2 separate regions of the Oryctolagus cuniculus genome follow, and region 1 is linked to region 2. Evidence: chromatin contacts called from public Hi-C data. All regions are on one chromosome and are shown on one strand. Each heading gives the region's core, a stretch centred on a gene start, on an enhancer-like site or on the middle of the called end of the contact. The rest is flanking DNA. Distances are from core to core; before and after follow the strand shown.

Region 1 (5,875 bases), core at 1,331-3,830, 38 kb after region 2:
GATCTAAGTCGAAGGCCATGACCCAGGCCACAGCTGCCCGCCTGGAGAAGACGGCCAGCAGGATGCCTTGTGGACCCAGCTCTGGGTGCCGTCAGCACACACTGTGCCCGCCCCCTTGCTTCCTCTCGGGCGGTCTGCGGCGGAAGATGAGGTTCTCCCAGCCCGCCTGCTCCCCGGCTGCACAACTGAATGCCCTGCAAGCTGTAGCTGGCGCAGGAGGTCGGGGGAGAGCGCCGGGGCTACCTCCTGCCCTGTGAGTTCCGCAGAGAACGCTGGTGGTGACCGTGCCGCAGACGGGAGTGGGGAGCGCTGTGGACATTCCAGGGGTGACGTCACTGACGCTCCGCGAATATTTGACTCAGCCCACGTGACCCTCTTTGTGTGATTTTATATTAAAGCAAAATGACTTTTAGACTTTCTGAGGCTATTTGGAATGGTGTCCTAGAGTTCAGGTAGTGGCTGGGTCCGTGTGTGTGCATGTGTGTGCGTGGCACTTGCCCCTGTTTCCTGGGCTCATTTGTGATGCCACGCTGCAAAGTCTAACTGTGGCGCTACTGATCTGAAGGCTCGTCCTGGGGTCGGAGTTGGTGAGATGAGAAGGTGGGTGTGTGGGAGTGAAGGAAATGCGGTCGGGAGAGAGCGGGGCTGCTGAGCCTGCGCCCTGGACTCCCTCCACTGTTCCTGGCAAGGACGCAGGGGGCTGGGGCTGAGCCTGGCCCCCTGTTTGTGGATCTGCAGACTGAAGCAGCTCGCACAGCAGAGGCAGGCTTGACCCAAGGCCTGGGTTCTCAGCTGCGAAGCTCTCTGCAGAGTTTCCAACATTGCAGGGAACTGCAGAAAGTGGAAGTAAAACTATGAGTTTATTTTGAGGCAGAAAATTCCTTTGTAGTTGATGAAAATGCATATTATGAGAAAACTAAATGGATTCCAAAGTTTTTTTTTTGTTTCGTTTTGTTTTTTGTTTTTGTTTTTTTTTTGTTTGTTTGTTTGTTTTTTTGTTTTTTTGTTTTTTTTTTTTTTTTTTGACAGGCAGAGTGGATAGAGAGAGAGACAGAGAGAAAGGTCTTCCTTTTGCCGTTGGTTCACCCTCCAATGGCCGCCGCGGCAGGCGCGCTGCGGCCGGCGCACCGTGCTGATCCAATGGCAGGAGCCAGGTGCTTCTCCTGGTCTCCCATGGGGTGCAGGGCCCAAGCACTTGGGCCATCCACCACTGCACTCCCGGGCCACAGCAGAGAGCTGGCCTGGAAGGGGGGCGACCAGGACAGAATCCGGTGCCCCAACCAGGACTAGAACCAAGGGTGTCGGCGCCGCAAGGCGGAGGATTAGCCTATTGAGCCGCTGCGCTGGCCTAAATTCATACTTTTAACTGCATTTTTCTGTGAATGGTTTGAAGTACTTTATGTTAATGAGCACAAGTCCCTACATCCTGCTGCCTGTGAGGTGGGTGTTGTTCTCTGTGTACGCTCAAGGTGGTACATGCAGAGGGAAGTGAAGGAACTTGGCCAGTGTCCCAAGCTAGGGAATGCTAGGAGCAGGACACGGAGCGAATGCAAATGCCACGACCCAGTCTTAAGCACCCTGTCTCCAACAAAAGGGCCCTGGCCTTAAAGCCCTAATCCAGAGGTGGCGTTGTGGCCCAGCGTGTTAAACTACCACTGTGATGCCGGCGTCCCGTACCCAAGAGCAGGTTCGAGTGGTGCCCCACGTCTGACCCAGCTCCCTGCCAGTGTGCCTCAGGGGCAGAAGAAGATGGCCCACGTACTTGGATTCCAGCTAGTGGAATTCTAGGCTTCTGGCTTCAGCTTGGTTTAGCCCAGGACATGGCAGCCACTGGAACCACCAGATGGAGGCGCTCCCTCTGGCCCTCTTTCAAGTAAACAGATACATGTTTTGTTTTCAAAAACGCCTAGTCCAGGTCACCCTCCCGAGTCACCCCTGAAGCTCTCAGGATTGCTGTCTCCCTGGCTGGCTGCTCCCCTCTCGTGCTCCCTGGCGGGCGAGTGTGAGCACGGGAACCGGAACCACAGGCGGACATGAGTGAGGGCAGCAAGCCACGCAGAACGTGCGTGGCTTGGGCGGGGCCATATGCGTGGCAGAGGCCGTTCCTGGGACTGAAGTTTGGTTGCTTGGTGGTTTTCTAAAGATTTTATCCATCCATCCATCCATCCATCCATCCATTCATTCATTTATTTGAAAGGCAGAGTGACAGGGAGGTCTGCCATCAGCTGGTTCATTCTCCACACAGCCCAGGGAAGAGCAGGCCAAAGCCGGGAACCAGGACTCCAGCGGGACCTCCCACATGGGTGGCCCCGAGCACGCCAGCCATCTGCTGCTTCCTCAGGCCGTTACTAGAGCGCTGGGACTCAAACTGTCACTCTGCGGGATGCTGGCATCGCACGCAGTGTGTTAACTCCTGTACCACAGCACCGGTTCCTGGGGACTGAAGTTGGAAGTCCAGCCCTGGGGGCAATCCTACTACACCTGAGCCATCCTTGCCTCAGTTTCCCCATCTGCAGGGCACGGGGCAGCCGCGAAGCACACGTAAGATCATCGTGCACTGCCATCAGGGAGCCCTTGGTGTGTGCGGCTCGTGTTTCCAGACCTGGGGTCACCCTGTGTAAACACAGCCCTGCCCCCTTCTCCTGGGGGACAGACCTGAGAGCCCCCAGCCCCGGTGGCGCCAGTACTCAGGCTGGGCATTTCGTGCAGTGGTTAGGGCACAGCTTGGTTCCTACTTCCTGCTAATGGGAGGCAGCAGGGGCCCAGCACCCTCATGGGAGGCCTGCAGAGGGGTTCTTGGCTCCCAGCTTTGGCCTGGTCCAGCCTGGGCTGCAGCAAGCATTTGGGGGAGAAGCAGGGCACGGGAGATTCCCTCCCTCCCTCCCTCTCTCCCTCCCTCCCTCTCTCCCTCCCTCTGCCTTTCAAGTAAATGTTTCACGAAGTCTCCAGCAAGAAACGCTTGGGGAGTGACTCAGGACAACCTGACGCTGGGGCGTGGGAACATTTCTCCCCCTGGCCGCAGCACAGATCACGCCCCTGGCGCCCCCTGCTTCCTGCCTCTCCCCCACTGCAGGCTCAGCACACACCCAGCGAGGGTGCGGGGCACAGGCCGAGGAGCGGGCTCCAACCAGGCCTCATTCAAGAGGCACAGGAAGTGGGTGCTGCGCCATCATCGTCTCACACAAATGAGCAAATCAACGCCTCCATTAAAGGAGGACTCGGGAGGACCAGGCTGAGCATTTGCAAACAGCCAGCGGCAGGAATCTATCTGTGCCAGACACTCGGCGAAGGGCCTTTTGTGCAGTAAGTCACCCAGTCCTCGCGATCACACACAGCGTCCCAGCTGTTACCGTCAGCCTGCCACAGGTGGGAACCCACACCCGTGTCGGCGGCCTACATGCCTACATGGGCAGGAACTGGAGCTGCCGCTCCCAGGCCTGTGTGGCCAGCAGACCACGTGGACGCCCCTCCCCCCAACACACACAAGGAGACTGTAAGAACACCCGAGGACCAGCTCCCCAAGATGCCCCCCAAGGCGCACAGGCAGACGCCTGCACAGCGTCAGGTTTCAGGGGCCACTGATTTTGTGTGAGAGCGCACAGCTGACCAACACGTGAAGCCAACGCTCGTTCCTACACCAGGGTCCGTACTTGTCTCGAGTGCCCAAGGAGTGGGGCTGAGGGAGCCACCAGCCCATTTAAGATGGGGACAAGGGCCTGGCGGGCGGAGGGACATCTGCCTAAGAACGCAGCTGCAGCTGGCAGTGCCCCCAGGGGCCGGCCTGTCCATGCTCACCTCTCACCTTCACGAGCACCTATGCCTCCATCACATTTCCAGGCCCCCTAAGTGGACAATCATGTGCACTGATACCCCGCCCCCACCCGCCGTGTGGCCCTCACAAATAAACCCCAGACCCAGTCCGGGCTCTTCATAAGAACAGACACACAGGCAGGTGATCTCGCCTGGCAATAAATACTTTAATTTCTCATTTCATTTTTATGATGACAAATAAGATTCAAGTTTATTTCCTTTTTGTTTGCTTACATACAAAGCTAAACCACGACAGGTACAGCCCGCATTTCCACGCTGCCATCGGATCCTCCTCCGACTTGCTGCCCACCCACCAGGCCGGCGGGGGCGGGGAAGACTTTCTTAGGTAGCACCGTCATGAGCCTGGGGTGGGGGGAGGCGCCTGGAGCAGAGGGCAGGCTCTTGACCTGGCCCCACTGGCCTGGGGGCGGACAGTGAGAACCAGCCCCCTCGGGAGGGAGAGGGAGCCACTTCTCCTCCCACCACCGGTCCAGGGGAAAACACTTGAGCTTTGTCCTCGAGCCCTGCCTGCTGTCCCGTGTACCTGGCGCCTTTCCCTGAGGCTGGCGGCAGGGGTCCTGGGGCACCAAGGCCTCGACAGCAGGTCATGGGGGGTGGGGTGGGGGTGGGGCGGCCGGGTAAGTCATTTCTGGTCCCACTACAAAAACTTTATTTTTGATTAGAATAGAGTACCATCTCAAATCTCGCCTACAGAAACAAAGCAAAGAAACCCAGAACAAAAAAATGCAGCCACTTCACTCACTTCAAGACCTATATACATGTAAGTTGTTTGCTGTGGGTTTTTTTTTTTTGCCTTTTTTCTTTTTTAATTTTTTTTTGCTGTTTTTTTTTAAACGTTTTAAATTTTTTTTTTAAAATAAACTCAGTGTTCACATTTCTATAAAGAATTAATAACCCAGTTTCGGGAACCCTGCCCCGGCAGCACAGGGAGGCGGCACCTCCCCCGCCTGCCTCCAGCCTGCTCGGCCGCCTGGGGAGGGGCAGCCTGTGGAAGAGCAGTTGACACCAGGCCTGTGCTCGCGGCCCCGGGGGCCAGGAAGCTTTCGAGAAAGCAGAGGGGAAGACTAGCTTACTGTTAAACCCTTTAAAAAATATTCATACACTTCAGCGTGCGCCTGTCGAGACGCGGGGAGAACAAGAGCTTGGAACGCCCGGGGCAGGCCGGGCAGGCGGGCAGGGCCTGGCTCTGCACCTGCAGGCGGGAGGCCCGCCCGGCGCCCTGCTTCTCTTTCCTCTCTAAAACCTGTGCCGAGTCTTTGACCGCATGCACGGGAAGCACGGACGTTCGACTTGTATGCAAAAAAGGTACAAAACAACTAGAATATAAAAGTTTTGGTAATGTAAGGCCATCTGTTCAAGTCCACCTTGGAAACCTGGAACAGACATTTAAATACTACAGTGAAAAGGCATCTTAATATACTTTTTAAAAACATCTGAAGTAATCTGCTAAGACTAAGTGTAAAAAAACAAAACAAAAACCCATTCCCTTTGAGGGCACTTTGTCCTTTGGAGAGGCCGGCGGCGGCGGTCAGTGCTTCAGCCAGGGGTGGGCTTCGATGGAGGCCTTGCTGCGGTCCCCGTAGTCGTAGAGGAGCTCCTCCCCGGCCGCGATGTCCCGCGCAGCGATGAGGATGAGGTGGGGCACCCCGTCGATGTCGTGCAGTTTGGTCTGGCAGTTCCCGCACTTGCTGTGGTTGATCAGCCGTCCCAGGCGGTTGGTCTCGCGTGTGGCGTCCACGCTGGTGGGGAGGGAGGGGGTTACACAGGCAAAGAGGCCTTTTGACCCGTCAAGGGCTGGAGGCGCAGGGGACACAACCCACAAGGGCTCTTTCTGGAGACGAGGGAGGCAACTGGAGAGTTTTACGAACTAGATCCATGGATAGAAGTCAACTCCGCTGGCCACAGCCAGGAGCACTTAGCGGCCACACAGAGCAGCCAGGTGGGCTGCCGGGCAGGGCTGTGTGAGACGGGTCCAGTTCTGCTTCTCGCTGGATGAGGCGGCCCCCAGCCCACCTCCCACCCCGGGGCTTCCAGACAGGAAGTA
Region 2 (5,855 bases), core at 2,780-5,279:
CAAATTCCAGATATTGTATCATTTATCTGTGAAATTTTCAGTATGCATCACTGAAGATAAGGATTTTTGAGAAAACAAAACTGCAAGGAGAAACAGTGATGCGATGTAGCGTTTTACAGCGGAGAGCAAATCTGATCCAAGTGACCCAGCAGCAGGCTTTCTGGCAAAGGGAACCCGGAGTCCTCCTCCAGTCACAGCTCACGACTGGCGTTTGCAGAACCTGCCGCGATGGCAGTTCAACCCAACACCTGTCCTTCCTTCTGCCTCATGCATAATAATTAATTCATGGCCTGTCTGCTGGAATAAGGCAAACGCCGAGAAAGCTTACGTGCCCACCTCGGGAAACGTCAGCATCCACGCTGAGATAACGTTCTGTAAAAACCGGAGCCGGGGCTGGCGTGCGGCTCAGCAGGTTACGCTGCTGCTTGCAATGATGGCCTCCCGAACCAGCAAACCAGCTCAAACCCTTGCTGCCTGGTTTCTGACCCAGTGTCCTGCGTATGTGCCTGGGAAGGCAGCAGATGGTGGCCCCTGACCCCACCCAGGTGGGAGACCCAGATGGAGGTCTAGGCCCACGGTTTCGGCCTGGCCCAGCTCTGGGCTTTGCAGCCACTTGAGAAGTAAGCCAACACATCCAAGATATCCCTGCTTCTCTGTCACTCTACACTCTGCTTTTCACATAAATTTTCAAAATGAAATCCAAAGCTCCAGGGCTGTGGCTGATACTGTAGCGCAGGAGGCTTAGCCTCCACCTATGGCGCCGGCATCCCACATGGGCACCAGTTCGTGTCCCAGCTACTGCTCTTCCGACACAGCTCTCTGTTATGGCCAGGGAAAGCAGTGCAAGATGTCCCAAGTGTTTGGGTCCCTGCACCCACGTGGAGACCTGGAAGAAGCTCCTGGCTGCTGGCTTCAGATCGGCTCAGCTCTGGGCATCTGGGGAGTGAACCAGCAGATGGAAGACCTCTCTCTCTGTGTCTCTGTCTGTAGCTCTTCCTCTCCAATAAATGAATAAAATCTTTTTAAAAAGGGGGCAAGCATTGGCCTGGCAGTGAAGCCACCGATTCCTGGGAGGCAGGGGTGGTTCCCGCCGCCAGGGGAGGCCTGGGATGAATTACAGGCTCCAGGCTTCAGCTCAGCCAAACCCCAGCCGCTGCAGGCACCTGGGGGTGAACCAGGGAGGGAGGCGCTCTCTCTCCTCAGTCTATCTTACTCTGCCTCTCAAATAAATAAATAAATTTTAAAGCAGAACTCTGTAAAGTACTTCTCACTCCTAACAGCATCTTTCCACAATATTTATTTATTTATTTATTTAACAGGCAGAGTTAGTGAGAGAGAGAGACAGAGAGAAAGATCTTCCTTCCATTGGTTCACTCCCTAAATGGGAGTGCCGATCCGAAGGCAGGAGCCAGGTGCTTCTCCTGGTCTTCCATGGGGTGCAGGGCCCAAGCACTTGGGCCATCCTCCACTGCCTTTCCGGGCCACAGCAGAGAGCTGGCCTGGAAGAGGAGCAACCAGGACAGAATCCCATGCCCCGAGCAGGACTAGAACCTGGTGTGCCAGCGCCGCAGGCGGAGAATTAGCCTATTGAGCTGCGGTGCTGGCCTACAATATTTATTAAAATGGTTATCTACAACTTCCCCCCCTTCTCCAGTTTCCCAGGAGTCTCTCTGCTTTCGCTCCTGCGGGGGAATGAATGCTGCCGAGGTGCACTGCGGAATCTCTCCCTTACCAGCGAAAACGCCAGACACCCACAGCATGGAGCCGGAGGTCACGCGCTGCAGGCGGGCCTCTGACCTGCACATCCCGTCAGGAAGCAGGCTACGCCCCGTGAGCGTGCCCTACGCCCCCAGCCCCAGGCCTGTCCCTGCACAATCTCCTCTGCTGGGAACCTTCCCCGCCATCCCACTTCTACTCTGCGGGTGGGAACTCTGCGGGCCCCTCCGAGGCCGGCCGCGGACCTGCCCCGCAGAGCCACCTGTCTCCAGCCCACTCAGAACTCACAAAACATGTCTGTGTCCCAGCCAGCCGGCACAGGAGCACTTCGCAGACTGGAAGGCGGGACGCTACACCGTCTCCCCCAGATGCAGGGAGGGGAACACGTGCCTGGCACCCTGAGCCGGCACCGAGGACGTGGCCTCTGGTGGCCTTGGCAGGGAGACAACTTCAGGTCTGCTCCGCGCGCCATCACGACCGGAGCTTCTCCACGTGGAAAAAAGTGAGAGCCAGCCCATGTCACCTCGCTCTCCCTGCCCTGGCGAGAGCCAGCCCCATGTCACCTCGCTCTCCCTGCCCTGGCGAGAGCCCGCCCATGTCACCTCGCTCTCCCTGCCCTGGCGAGAGCCCGCCCCATGTCACCTTGCTCTCCCTGCCCTGGCGAGAGCCAGCCCCATGTCACCTCGCTCTCCCTGCCCTGGCGAGAGCCAGCCCCATGTCACCTCGCTCTCCCTGCCCTGGCGAGAGCCAGCCCCATGTCACCTCGGTCTCCCTGCCCTGGCGTTGGCTATGGAGACAGCCTTCTAGGGGGCCAGTGCCTCACCTCTGACCCCGGGGGGTGTCAGGGTCCTGAGTCCCCCCCTCCCGGCCACGTGCAGGCCGTGGGCACCACAGCTGCCGCCACCTCACACGGGCAAGGTCAGACACACAGAGGCTGAGCAGCCGCACCCCGGTCCGTGTCACCCCAGAGCTGGAGCGCCTCTCATCTCCACCACCGGCCCGATTCTGGGCGGGTGGGGCCCGGGCGTTTCCCACCCCCAACAGAAAGACTCCCTCCTCATTCGCAGCACAGAAAAGCCACAGGGGCCCACCACGCTGTGCTGGCATCCCATCCCATATGGGCGCTGGTTCAAGTCCTGGTCACTCCACTTCCGATCTAGCTCTCTGCTGTGGCCTGGGAAAGCAGTGGAAGATGGCCAAAGTGCTTGGGGCCCTGCACCCGCGTGGGAGACCCGGAAGAAGCTCCTGGCTTCGGATCGGCGCAGCTCCAGCCGTTGCAGCCGTTTGGGGAGTGACCCAGCGGATGGAAGACCTCTCTCTCTCTCTCTGCCTCTGGAATTCTGCCTTTCAAATAACTTTTTTTTTTTTTTTTTAAAGAGCCACCCAACAACACTGCCCTTACTGCACCAAGTCAAGCTCCCGACGGCTTCCAGGGAATCCGAGGGGCATCCCCTCGTGTCGCCCTGCACTTGGGGCTCGCGCTCTCGCTCCCTCTCCCGTCTCCGCGCCCCCCCCCCCCACCAGGTCTCACGGCCCCGAGCCCAGCGTTCTCTCCGCGCTGGGCGTCCTGCGGAGACTTCCCGCCAACGACCTCCGCGTTTCCACGAAAACTATCATCAGGGACACACACGCGGGGCAGCGGAGCGCGCGGGGCCGGGAGCCGGACGCGGGGCAGAGCGCAGCTCGCTCGCACCCGAGTCTGGGCGGCGGTCACCCGCAAGGCGCGGCCAGGCGCCTCGGCCCCCGGGGGGGGGGGGGAGGCCGGGCCGGCCCGAGCGCAGCCTGCCTAGCTCGTCCTCAAACCAGCAGCTCCCGGGGCTCCCCGCCCAAGCGGGGAACGAAACGGGGGCCCGCGGCGGCGACCTCCACCCCGGGCATGCGCCGTGGCGCCCGGGACCCCAGGGCGGAAGTCTCGGGGTGTGGGGGGAAGGCCCGGGCGGCCGACTCCCCGCCCCCGCCCTGACCGCCGGCCCCTCCCGAGCCGGGTGGGCGCGGGGAGGAAGGGGCCATCCTCCCAACGCAACTCTCACCCCCGCTCCCCGCAACACAGCCCCGGAAGGCGCCCCCTCTGCCAGGTCTCAACATGGCGGCCCCCACGACACGGACCCGGCGCCCGGGCCTCAGTCCTCCTGCCTTCTCCCCGCGTGGGCCCTGTCCCCTCCGCGCCCTCGCTCACCGCAGCAAAGCTTGGGCTCTTCCCACGGAGTCAAGCGCCGGGCTCCACGCCACGGAAGATTCCTCCCGCCGGCCTCGCCCGCACTCTCACTTTGGAAGCAGCAGATTCGCCACAGACGCTGGCTTCCTGTTATTTTTGTATTCAGAAATACTTCATCACGAGGTTGAGCGTCGTGCGAGTGGCTTTTCCGAGAACGAGCTTTGTTGTGTTTCTGACTTTCTACACGAGTACAGAAGCCGGCCGGCTGAGCATCGGAAAGATCGAATGTGCAGGTCGCGGAGCAGCTCACTTTCTCCTCCCAAAATGGCGGCGTCGGCTGGCGGGGAGCTTCGTTGGTGGTCGCAGGCTTTTCGTAGCCCCCGGGTTTGTTAAGTTCACTTTCCACACAAGCAAAGCGGGCTTTCAGAGTCGCTGACTTTCCCAGTCCCTGGGCTCAATCTCTAGAAAAAAAAATTTTTTTGGGGGGAAGTCCTCTGATGAGTCGTGGAGCAAACTGAGAGACCCCCCGGCGTCAGAGCCACGGTTACAAAAAATGGAAACCTGGGCGTGAGGGGCGAGGGAGGCGGCAAGGTGCGGTCGAATGAGTGATTTGATGGGCTCATCCGTTCACCTGGATCAGGGTGGCGTGGAGGTAGCCTTTTTTTTTTTTTTTTTTTTTTTTTTTGGAAAGTCAGAGTTACACAGAGAGAGGAGAGGCAGAGAGAGAGAGAGAGGTCTTCCATCCGCTGGTTCCTGCTTTCCCGGGCCCCAGCAGAGAGAGGGATTGGAAGAGGAGCAACCAGGACTCGAACCGGCGCCCATGTGGGATGCCAGCGCTTCAGGCCAGGGCGTTAACCCGCTGCGCCGCAGCTCCGGCCCCGAGTTGGGCTTCCTAAGTCCCGGCGCTGGGTGTCTTCCGGGAGCACCTGATCAGCCCCTTCCCCGTGTGGGATTTCTGCAGACGACTGGGCCTTACTCCTGGAAGGTGATGTTACCGCCCATTGCTGCAGTCATAGGAAAAAGGTATTTTTTTGGTGCGCTTTTCCCCATAAATACACATTTTTCGGACACTCTTTGAAGATCCCTGGTATGCACGAGTTTCAAAAAATTCTTGCACCAGCGTAAATTTCATTTCGTGCCATTTTCCACGAACTTTTCGAAGCCCCCCGAGCGGCTGGGTTAGTTGAGTGGTCCCCTGAGCAGAGCCAGGCTAGGACAGGAGGTGGCACTGGGCAGGGCTAGAGTTAGTGGAGGTGCCGCCTGTGAGTCCTGAGCACGAGGGAGCTACGCTGGGCCGGCCGGGGGCTGCAGGGTGATGCAGGTGCGCCGCCGGCGAGGGCAGACAGAGCAGCAGTGGGGACCTCGCCAGCCCAGTGGGTCGCTCTGCGCCCGTTAGGGGTGTCACAGCTCGTGCAGAAATGCCCAGGCCCTCATGTCCCTGCTGTGCCCAGCCAGCAACACAGGGTGGCCTGGGGAAAGGGTGTCCCCGGCTGGACCCAGGTGCTGCAGCTGGGAGCCCTCTGTGAGACGCACCCCTTGCGCCTGTCCGTCAAGCTCTTTTTTTTTTTAAGATTTATTTATGGCCGGCGCCGCGGCTCACTAGGCTAATCCTCTGCCTGCGGCGTCGGCACACCGGGTTCTAGTCCCGGTTGGGGCGCCGGATTCTGTCCCGGTTGCCCCTCTTCCAGGCCAGCTCTCTGCTGTGGCCCGGGAGTGCAGTGGAGGATGGCCCAAGTGCTTGGGCCCTGCACCCCATGGGAGACCAGGAAAAGCACCTGGCTCCTGGCTCCTGCCATCGGATCAGCGCGGTGCGCTGGCCGCAGCGCGCCGGCCGCGGTGGCCATTGGAGAGTGAACCAACGGCAAAGGAAGACCTTTCTCTCTGTCTCTCTCTCTCACTGTCCACTCTGCCTGTCAAAAAAAAAAAAAAAAAAAGATTTATTTATTTATTTATTTGAAAGAGTTACACAGAGAGAGGAGAGGCA

What was found. A called contact is a pair of places that touch in the nucleus more often than the background predicts.
Region 1: a Hi-C map of skin fibroblasts shows a contact between it and region 2, with 4 times the contacts expected there. The contact joins the enhancer-like site here to the promoter of SNRNP35 in region 2. A contact is called at or near these places in 3 of 6 Hi-C or Micro-C datasets (ear pinna, skin fibroblasts and an unstated tissue).

What each region holds. Positions count from the first base shown.
Region 1 is chr21:5,939,996-5,945,870 of mOryCun1.1, forward strand. RILPL2 (Rab interacting lysosomal protein like 2) reads left to right here. Exons shown (of 4, transcript XM_051828885.2): 4 at 1-412. The coding sequence ends at 7. It overlaps KMT5A (lysine methyltransferase 5A), which reads right to left. Exons shown (of 8, transcript XM_070066111.1): 8 at 3,959-5,570. The coding sequence ends at 5,360. Among named protein-coding and RNA genes, the nearest start is that of KMT5A, 19 kb to the right of the region's middle. Within about 2 kb of position 2,581, at least 2 of the 8 cell types and tissues checked have an H3K27ac peak or open chromatin away from gene starts, as enhancers often do. A contact at or near this core is called in ear pinna, where this site is marked.
Region 2 is chr21:5,900,231-5,906,085 of mOryCun1.1, forward strand. SNRNP35 (small nuclear ribonucleoprotein U11/U12 subunit 35) reads right to left here and starts at 4,030. Exons shown (of 2, transcript XM_008251630.4): 1 at 3,893-4,030.